Regions from separate parts of the Gossypium hirsutum genome. Here regions 2 and 3 are each linked to region 1. A link is a contact called in public Hi-C data. All regions are on one chromosome and are shown on one strand. Each heading gives the region's core, a stretch centred on a gene start, on an enhancer-like site or on the middle of the called end of the contact. The rest is flanking DNA. Distances are from core to core; before and after follow the strand shown.

Region 1 (2,780 bases), core at 172-2,671:
CTTTACAATTGGGATATTAGGACCATCTACTGAGTCAACCTAATTTGGGATAAAAACCCAAAATCATCACCGGGGTCTTAATCCGTTGATTACTTCCTACTTACAATGTTTTGCAATAATACATTCAACACATGGCTGAGCTCATTAGTTCCATTCACGAAATGAATATTCTCCAGATATTATATATATATATATTAGAAGGAAGTTCATTAATTTATTCTATGAATGGGACTATACAATTCGAAGAAAAAAAAATATTCATCATAGGCAGTGAAAGACGAGCTCTATCAGCACAATAAATACTTCAGCATCAATAAAACATTATGGTATATTGACAATTGACTTTGTAACAACTTAAGCACAATATATCTAGAGTGATTGCAATTACTTAATGTAATAAGAAAATCAGCCCCGAATAGTCCAAAGCAATAGGTGTATGCTTTTTTGAAAAACATGCAAAATCATCCCTAAAATCACTTACAAAAACAAGACTAAATCCATAAATAAGACTTTATACACAAGCAACACCAAAAAAGAGTTACAAGAGCAGAAAAAAAAAACTTCAAAAAAACGAAAACTTACTAAACAATATAAAACAAATAAAAAAACATATAAAACTTAAAAGACACTATAGGTTATTCTGAAATACTCTAAAAAAAGAAACAGATTAAGAAGTTGATGGCAAAGAAATTGCTGGTGGATAGTGGAGTTTCAGCAACGATAAACACCATCATCTATTCATCACTATTTGTAAAGATGGCAAAAAATACTCGCAAAATATATCTGCAAATTAAAAAGAGAGAAAACTCACCGAATGAATGAAAAAAAAATAAAAAAAATTGTGAGAGGGAGAAAAAGGCGTGCGCTAGACAAAACAAAACAAAAAAAAGAAATAAAAGAAGAAAAAGATCTATATATTAATTTCTAAATTATTCATAAATATCTCTAACCTAAAATGTCTACCTTATTACATTTTCTCCTAATTATATTTCTATAATAGAACATGTAAATGATAAATTTAATATTAAATTAATTATTCAGTTGATGCAAACAAACAAACCATATAATACACAAAACCAATGATTTGCAGCAACAGTTGGATATTCGATTTCCTTCTAGCAAGGTCTCCAGTTCATATATTTTAATTGAAATCTAAGATGATTTTTGAAAGAAAAACATAGTAGGTGAGTGGTTGGTATAAACGTTTCAAAAACTATATTAACTGTCAAACTAGTCATGGATTCAATAATAATAAAATAAACAATAAAAACATTATAAATCGGTTGAATTACTTTTAATCTCATATTTTGTTTTTTTATTGAATAAATTTATTTATTTTTGTATGTAAATGGATTTTTGATCCAAAAAATCCATCCATCACTATAGTCTGATTCCAAAAAGCAAATTAAGGATGTTATGAGAAAGAATACAAATTTATTTAAAGTCATCCCAACAGCAAGAAATTAATTGACATAAGGACAAATTAAAATAAAGATTAGGCTCTGGCCCCTTTTAACGGTCAAGTAGCAGCTGGATCCGCATTGGCTTAAAAGCAAGTGAGCTGTAAATTGGACGGCAAATGCCGGTTTTTGTGGCTTTGGATGTTTCTTTTTATAATCCCTGCATTCCTCTTTGCTCTCAAAAATCATCCTCCCATGGCCGCCGCACCACAAGAAAAACCAACCCACGCCAAAGAAACCTGGCCATTAAGAAACGACGGAAACGAAGACTACTCCCAAGATTTCGAAGACCCGGATTCGTCCTTCGGCTGCGGTTGTTTCCGGGGACTTTTCCGGTGGCGGTTCCGGCTCCAAGGGCAGGGGTACTTGCTGCAACAAGAAGAGGCAAAAGAAAGCTGGTTGAAGAGGAAAGCCAAGGAACTGAAAGAGGTATCGGAGGTATTGGCAGGGCCCAAGTGGAAGAATTTCATACGAAGGTTCAGCGTTTATGGAGCCAACAAAAAAAGGAGGTCGACGATGAAGATGCAGTATGATATTCAGAGCTATGAACTCAATTTCGATGAAGGGATCCATAGAGAAGCTGATGCTGCTTTCCTTGATTTCTCTGCTAGATTTGCAGCTCCATGTGGGATCAACAAAGGGTAGAGAGAGAGAGGTTGGGGGCTTAAATTTAATATAATTTTTTTGAGGGGGTCAAAAAGAAATTTTACCATTACATTGGTTTATAAGTTTATTTGCCCTGAATTGTTGAGTAAGACCATTCTTTTTGTACATTGTTCATAATCGTCATATGAATGATAAATGTTAATGAAAATCGGTTTGTTTGGGTGTAGTTACTTGTTTGGCATAATTACAATCTTACCTCCTATTCTTTTATCACTTTGGTTTTTAACCCCTTTTTTCTCTTTTAAAATTACTTTATTCCTCGATCTTCAATCGTCAGTTATATTACTTTTTGTTAAAACAAAACTCACTGGACTATTAAAAACTTAAACGGTGTTGACATGGTATCTTGTGTATACCGTATTACAATTTATGTTTACTTTATTGTTGATGTAGATGGTTCTTTTAAAATTTTTATGAAGTTTTATTAAGTATGCGTGAACTGTCATGTAAGTTACTACATGCCTCATTAAAATTTTACGAGTTCAATCAATTTTTTCTTATAAAAGAAGGGATAAAATGCAAAATTACAAATGAACTTTGGTTCAACGTACATTATTATATGTGGACTTCTATTTTGTGTAATTTTACACATGATATTTTGGTTTAATTTAATTTTTACTAACTACTAACACAATTATCGATATAACACCAGTA
Region 2 (2,780 bases), core at 89-2,588, 670 kb after region 1:
TAAGATTTGATCCCATTATAGGGTTACTTGTGTCCATCACCTGCCAGAGGGAAATAAACGCCCCCTATATCACGAATATCATATAAAAAGAATAAAGCATTGAAGCAAACTCACGAAGTAAACATAACCAATTAAAATACATACTTTAGGCTGCTTCGATATAAAGTCATCGGTAGCCTGCAGAACAGAAGTGTTGTCAAGCCCTGCTTTTGTGAAAATCCTTCTAGCCAACCCATCCTTTTGTTCTAAAAGAGCTTTCATTAAGTGTTCAGATTCCACCATTTGCTGTTTGCTATCCTTTGCTGCTTGAACAGCCCCAACAAGGCCCTCCCAGGCCATATCAGTGTAATCTGATTGGTTGATCTGATGAGAAATATCCAAGGAAACAAAGAGAGTTAACACGAGCATAACAACAATAATTCCACTACAATGTAATCGAACCAAATATCATAAAACTTGTACTCTGATTGGTTGATCTGATATCGGAGAACACAAAGAGAGTTAACACGAGCATGTCAACGGTGAAACCACTGCAATGTAATTGAGCCAAATTTCATAAAATTTGTACTCTGATCGGTTGTTGCGACAAGAAAATATCCAAGAATACAGATATAGCTAACATGAGCATAACAATGGTTAAGACGCTACAATGTAATTGATCAATAAAGTCAAATCAAGCCGGCAAAATTAACATTATTGATAACCAAGTGCTTATTCTAAGCCAAACTAAAATGAAGAAAGCAAACAATTATACACACATACACAGAAATTGAATCCAAATGCCTTCCTTAGCTAAAGTTTGCTAAAAAAAACACACACAAACAGAACAGTTCAATTACTCGAGTGTCTCTCAAAGTAAATAAAACCGAAATGAAATTCATAATTAGAAATGAAAAGTTCAAAAAACAATATATAAACCTGCGCAGGGCTAGTGGCAGAAGAGTAACGTGGAGGGGAAGAGTGATAGCTGCGAGTGAGAGAGAAGAAGCCGCCGTTGTTCGCCGCCACTGCGTTGAAATTTTGAGACCGGTGAGGCGAAATGAGGGAATTACGCAAAGTACAAGCAGCGGCGGAGATGGCGCGAGCGCGAAACAGGTAGGGAATTGAGGCTTTTGATACTTTAATGGCCGAAAAAGCGGACCTTGTTAGCCTTCTTGAGGCCATTTTTGAGGATAAAATGGGAGATTTTGAAATTTAGTTTGGGTTTTTTCTTGTATTGGAACTGTTTTTTTTTCTTTTGCCGGGGGGGGGGGGTTGGTGGTGGTGTTAAGACGGGCTTTGAATTCTCTATGTGCGCGAAAGGAATAGAAAGTTGTAGAAGAGTTGGGATTTTCCTTACAATTTTTCCATTGGTCTACTTTAAGTTATTCGCTCTACTTTGTTAAAATTAAAATTTAATCTCTAAATTTTAATTCCTTCCTTATTAAAAAATAATGACGATTTTAGTCGTGGTTTAAATTAAGTGTTGATCACTGAATCTTAAAAACTTATATTAAAGTTGTCGAAACCGTCCTTTTGAAAAACAAAAATTTTAGGTTGTCGATTTAAAAAAAATGAAAGTTGGGAGTCGCCACCAATCTTTTATTGAGGTGTGATTGGGTCACCTAAAAATGACTTTGGTCTACAAATTTTAGAAAAACGGGTCCGGGAGTCGGTTACGTATGAGGAAGGATTAGCACCCTCATTACGCCCAAAAATTGGTACCTAGTTAATTAATTAATGTCTTAATGTCGAAAATTTGAAAATCGTAATCCTTAGCAAAAACTTAAAACGTTACGTATTAAGACCCTTATCATTTCAGAGAAATAAAAAACCACACCCAATACGTTAGGGCACGACATTCTAATTTTTCCCAAAAATGAATTACGGCAAAATACTAGTGCAATAAAAAATGTAAAAGAATATCCATTTATTCAAGATTTAAGAAATCGCGGCCCAATACGTTAGGGCACAATTCCTCTAAAATCCCAAACTCAGAATATTTCCTTTATTATTTTTTTAAAAAAATATTCATTTCGAGAAATCAATGCGTCACATCCAATACGTTAGGACACAACGTGTTGAATTCCCAATAATGAGTTCTTATTTTTTTTTGATTAAAGAGAAATCCTCGATTGTTAGATTTTCAAAAAAATCGGAACCCAATACGTTAGGGCTCAATTTCCTTGAAAAATCCTAAATACGAGGATTACCTCTATTTTGAAGCGTTTTATTGTAAAATTAAATAAGAGATAGAGTAATGTTATGTTGAATATGTGAATGAATGCCCCTTAAACAAATATCAATAATAAATATAACAATTTCATAGAAATAATATGAATAAATAAATAAATAAACAAAATAATGATGTGCAAAATATCAAATACATAGGTAAGATAATAATAAAAATATGCAAACATAAATTAATAAGCGAATAAAAAAATATACCTGTACACATAAAAAAATATATAAGTTTTAAACAATTAATATAATATTAAAATTAATTAAATAAATTAAACATGTGTATATAAAATATAAGTATGCGAAAATTTTAGTATAAAAAACATAAATACATGCTTAAATATACATATAAAAAAATAATAATTGCATATGAGAATTATAAAATAAAAATTAAAAGAATACAATTGCATTGTCAAAAATATTGATTTTTAAAGAAAATATGAAATTGGACTAAATTGGATCGCCAGTAAAGATCCGGGGTAAATTCGCAAATAAATAAAGTTTGAAGGACTTAATTGAACGCTCGAATTACATAGAGGGAGGGGCTGGAAGGGCAATTT
Region 3 (2,780 bases), core at 186-2,685, 650 kb after region 1:
ACTTTTTTTGCAGGTCCTCTTCAAAGTTTTTCTTCCTTGGAATCATGAATGCATAAGACCTAGTCTAAACAGTGTATGGCACCAAAGTTTTTTCTGATTATCAGAATCCCAAAGTCTGCTTTAATGATGTTACCATTTGCAATTCTTTTAAGGGGCTGCATGTGTGATGGGGAGGGGAGGGGGGACAGACAATATATTTGCAACAAAGAATGTTCTGATTAATATCTATGTTTTATACAATGAAAACATAATCTAGCAAGCCCAGCAAACTCTTTCCTTAATAGGAAGGTTTTCGCACAATATCTACACGTGCTTTCCATATTAGCTTTCATCGCTTTCAATGCCATCTCAAGAGGGTAAAAAAAATTTAACCTTGGTTGTAAAATTATAGTAACCAAACATGGCTAGTGCTTAATTAACTAAGAAATCAAGGATAAATTTTATTGTAACGGTTTCTCGGATTTCACAAAATTTAAGGCAGGTATGGGATCCCTTTATGCCACATATAGACAAGAAAAGCGGGCGTGCGCGAGCATTGCTCGCGCGCATTTTTGAATTTAAAAGAAACACAAAAGTTCAAAGGATTTTCATCATTTACTACTGTATAGAATTTGCATTCAAATAAATTTAACGTGCTAGTATTCAAAATCTAGCACAGCAAACCCGTCAATGATATCAGTCATTTAGCAAATTCGCAAACATACACATCAATATATCTACACCAAAAAAAAAAAGAACAGAGAAATCAAAAACAGTTTCCCAAGTTTAAAACAGTAATGCCAGAAGCAAAATTAAATACGTGATAACATGCAAAAGAAGAAAACTTTAGAACAAGAGGTAAAAGCAGATCACAATGGAGAAAAAGAACTAACTTTAATAGCAGAAATTTAAAAGATATCACACCAAAGATAAAATTCAAACCGCATGCATAATGAAATCACATAAATAAAAGTCTAATAATTAAAAAAACGAGCGAAGTATAAAACAAAATTAAAGCCTGAAGAAAAAAAGTAATTAGGGCATACGTCAAGGAGAGGAATGAGCTCATCAACTGATGAAGGTGGTTCAACGAGCATGTTCCCAGCCTCCATTAATTGTAACTCCAGCTCTTTATCTGATGCCGCCATAGCCTCTTTTTTTTTTTTAAGAACAAAAAGAATTATGTACCTAAATATACAGAAACAGATCCTTTAAAAAAATCTAAAACCTAAGGCCTCGATTTCACACCATTCTGGAAACCTAAAAGAAACTCACGCGAAATAACACCAAACTATAAAGATTAAAGAGAGAAAAAGTGCATACACTCGAGCGAAAGTTAGGGTTTTTTCGTTTGTTTGGGAGCGAAAAAGAGAGAAAGTGATGAGTGAGTTTCTTTTTTTTTCCCTTTTTTTCAATTTTTTTTTTGAAATACTGTTTAAAAAATTATAATAAAAATATGTTTTACTTTTTTTTTGGTGTGTGTGGGCTTTAAAAGGAAAATACAGCAAAGCTTTGCTCGGATTACGCCGTGGTTATGAAATGGAGTTAAATTACGGGCTTTACGTCCACCGTTGGATTCTTAGGATGTGGACCTATTTGTGTTTATTTGACGGCTCGATTTTGTAGTTACCTTATTAGCTTTCCATTTTATTATACTGAATTTGAAATTACGTTTTTGTAAACAAAAATTGTAATTTTCGAAAGATAAAGATAATAGTTTTTACAATAAAACTCATTATTAAACTTCAAAATATTAGATAGCAGATAAAAAATAAAATAAACATTCATGTAAAAATATATATACCTTACAGAATTAATTTCAATTTTAAATAAAATTCATTCCAAATTTAAACTAAATTGAATATATATAAAAAATATTATTTATTGTAATTAATAACGGGTCTTAATCTAATTTTAATATTATAAAAATGATGATGTATCTATCAATAAAACCACCTTTTGTCGTATTATTTCTTTCATCTAAGGTTGTCTTGTATTTTACATAAAAGTCTTGGTCATATATATATATATAGGGGTCATACCATTTATTGCAATATTATTGTTTTGTTATTGTGTGTTATAGCCCATCCGAATAAGGACGTATGGTAAGTTAGAAGGCTGCTTGAGCAGTAAACCCATTAACAACCAATCGGAAGGACATTCATATGTTTCACCTATTGCAATCATTTGGACAAGTATGAATCATCCGATGTTCAGGCCATCAAGCTTTCATTAGGAATGTGATGTCGTTGGTCACCAAATACCACGTGGGTTCAATTGCTTTATACCGTTAAGTCAGAATGAATGACAGGACTTGTCCATCACAGATATCCTCATCCCACCGAATACATCCACCTCACACATTCTGTAATGATTGGTAGATAGCAAGTTCAACATGTTAACATCACCTTACAAGGGACCTCTGCATATAAATACCTTTAGGAACGATGAAGAAAGGATCGACTCTCCAAAGATATCAAGCCTATACTATACCAAGCTATCTTCAGCACTTAGCCTCCACACTCTTCTTTTCTCTACTCCTTGTAACCTCTAACTCTTCGCCCATAGTAGGTAAATCGACTATCGTGACAACCATCATATCATATTCCAGTCCTCTTCCTTGTACTATTGTATCAACAGTTAATGTGGTGAACATGGACAACATGACTTCACAATCCCAGAGCAATGCCCCCATCGACCTAATCAGCCCAACTAACTTGACCAACTCATTTGCTCTAACTAACACCCTCATCCCACCTCGCTCATGATGTAACACCCTAGGTCTAGTGGGTCTAAGGTTT

The links. A called contact is a pair of places that touch in the nucleus more often than the background predicts.
Region 2: a Hi-C map of leaf shows a contact between it and region 1, with 2.0 times the contacts expected there. The contact joins the promoter of LOC107901621 here to the promoter of LOC121218328 in region 1. A contact is called at or near these places in 3 of 34 Hi-C or Micro-C datasets (all in leaf).
Region 3: a Hi-C map of leaf shows a contact between it and region 1, with 2.4 times the contacts expected there. The contact joins the promoter of LOC107901619 here to the promoter of LOC121218328 in region 1. A contact is called at or near these places in 5 of 34 Hi-C or Micro-C datasets (callus and leaf).

The regions. Positions count from the first base shown.
Region 1 is chrD06:23,983,967-23,986,746 of Gossypium_hirsutum_v2.1, forward strand. It overlaps LOC121218328, which reads left to right and starts at 1,422. Exons shown (of 1, transcript XM_041095417.1): 1 at 1,422-2,296. The coding sequence starts at 1,602. The coding sequence ends at 2,105.
Region 2 is chrD06:24,657,870-24,660,649 of Gossypium_hirsutum_v2.1, forward strand. It overlaps LOC107901621 (chaperone protein ClpB3, mitochondrial), which reads right to left and starts at 1,339. Exons shown (of 10, transcript XM_016827699.2): 1 at 919-1,339; 2 at 145-363; 3 at 1-40. The coding sequence starts at 1,164.
Region 3 is chrD06:24,633,976-24,636,755 of Gossypium_hirsutum_v2.1, forward strand. It overlaps LOC107901619 (nucleolar and coiled-body phosphoprotein 1), which reads right to left and starts at 1,436. Exons shown (of 15, transcript XM_041095420.1): 1 at 1,303-1,436; 2 at 1,026-1,167. The coding sequence starts at 1,127.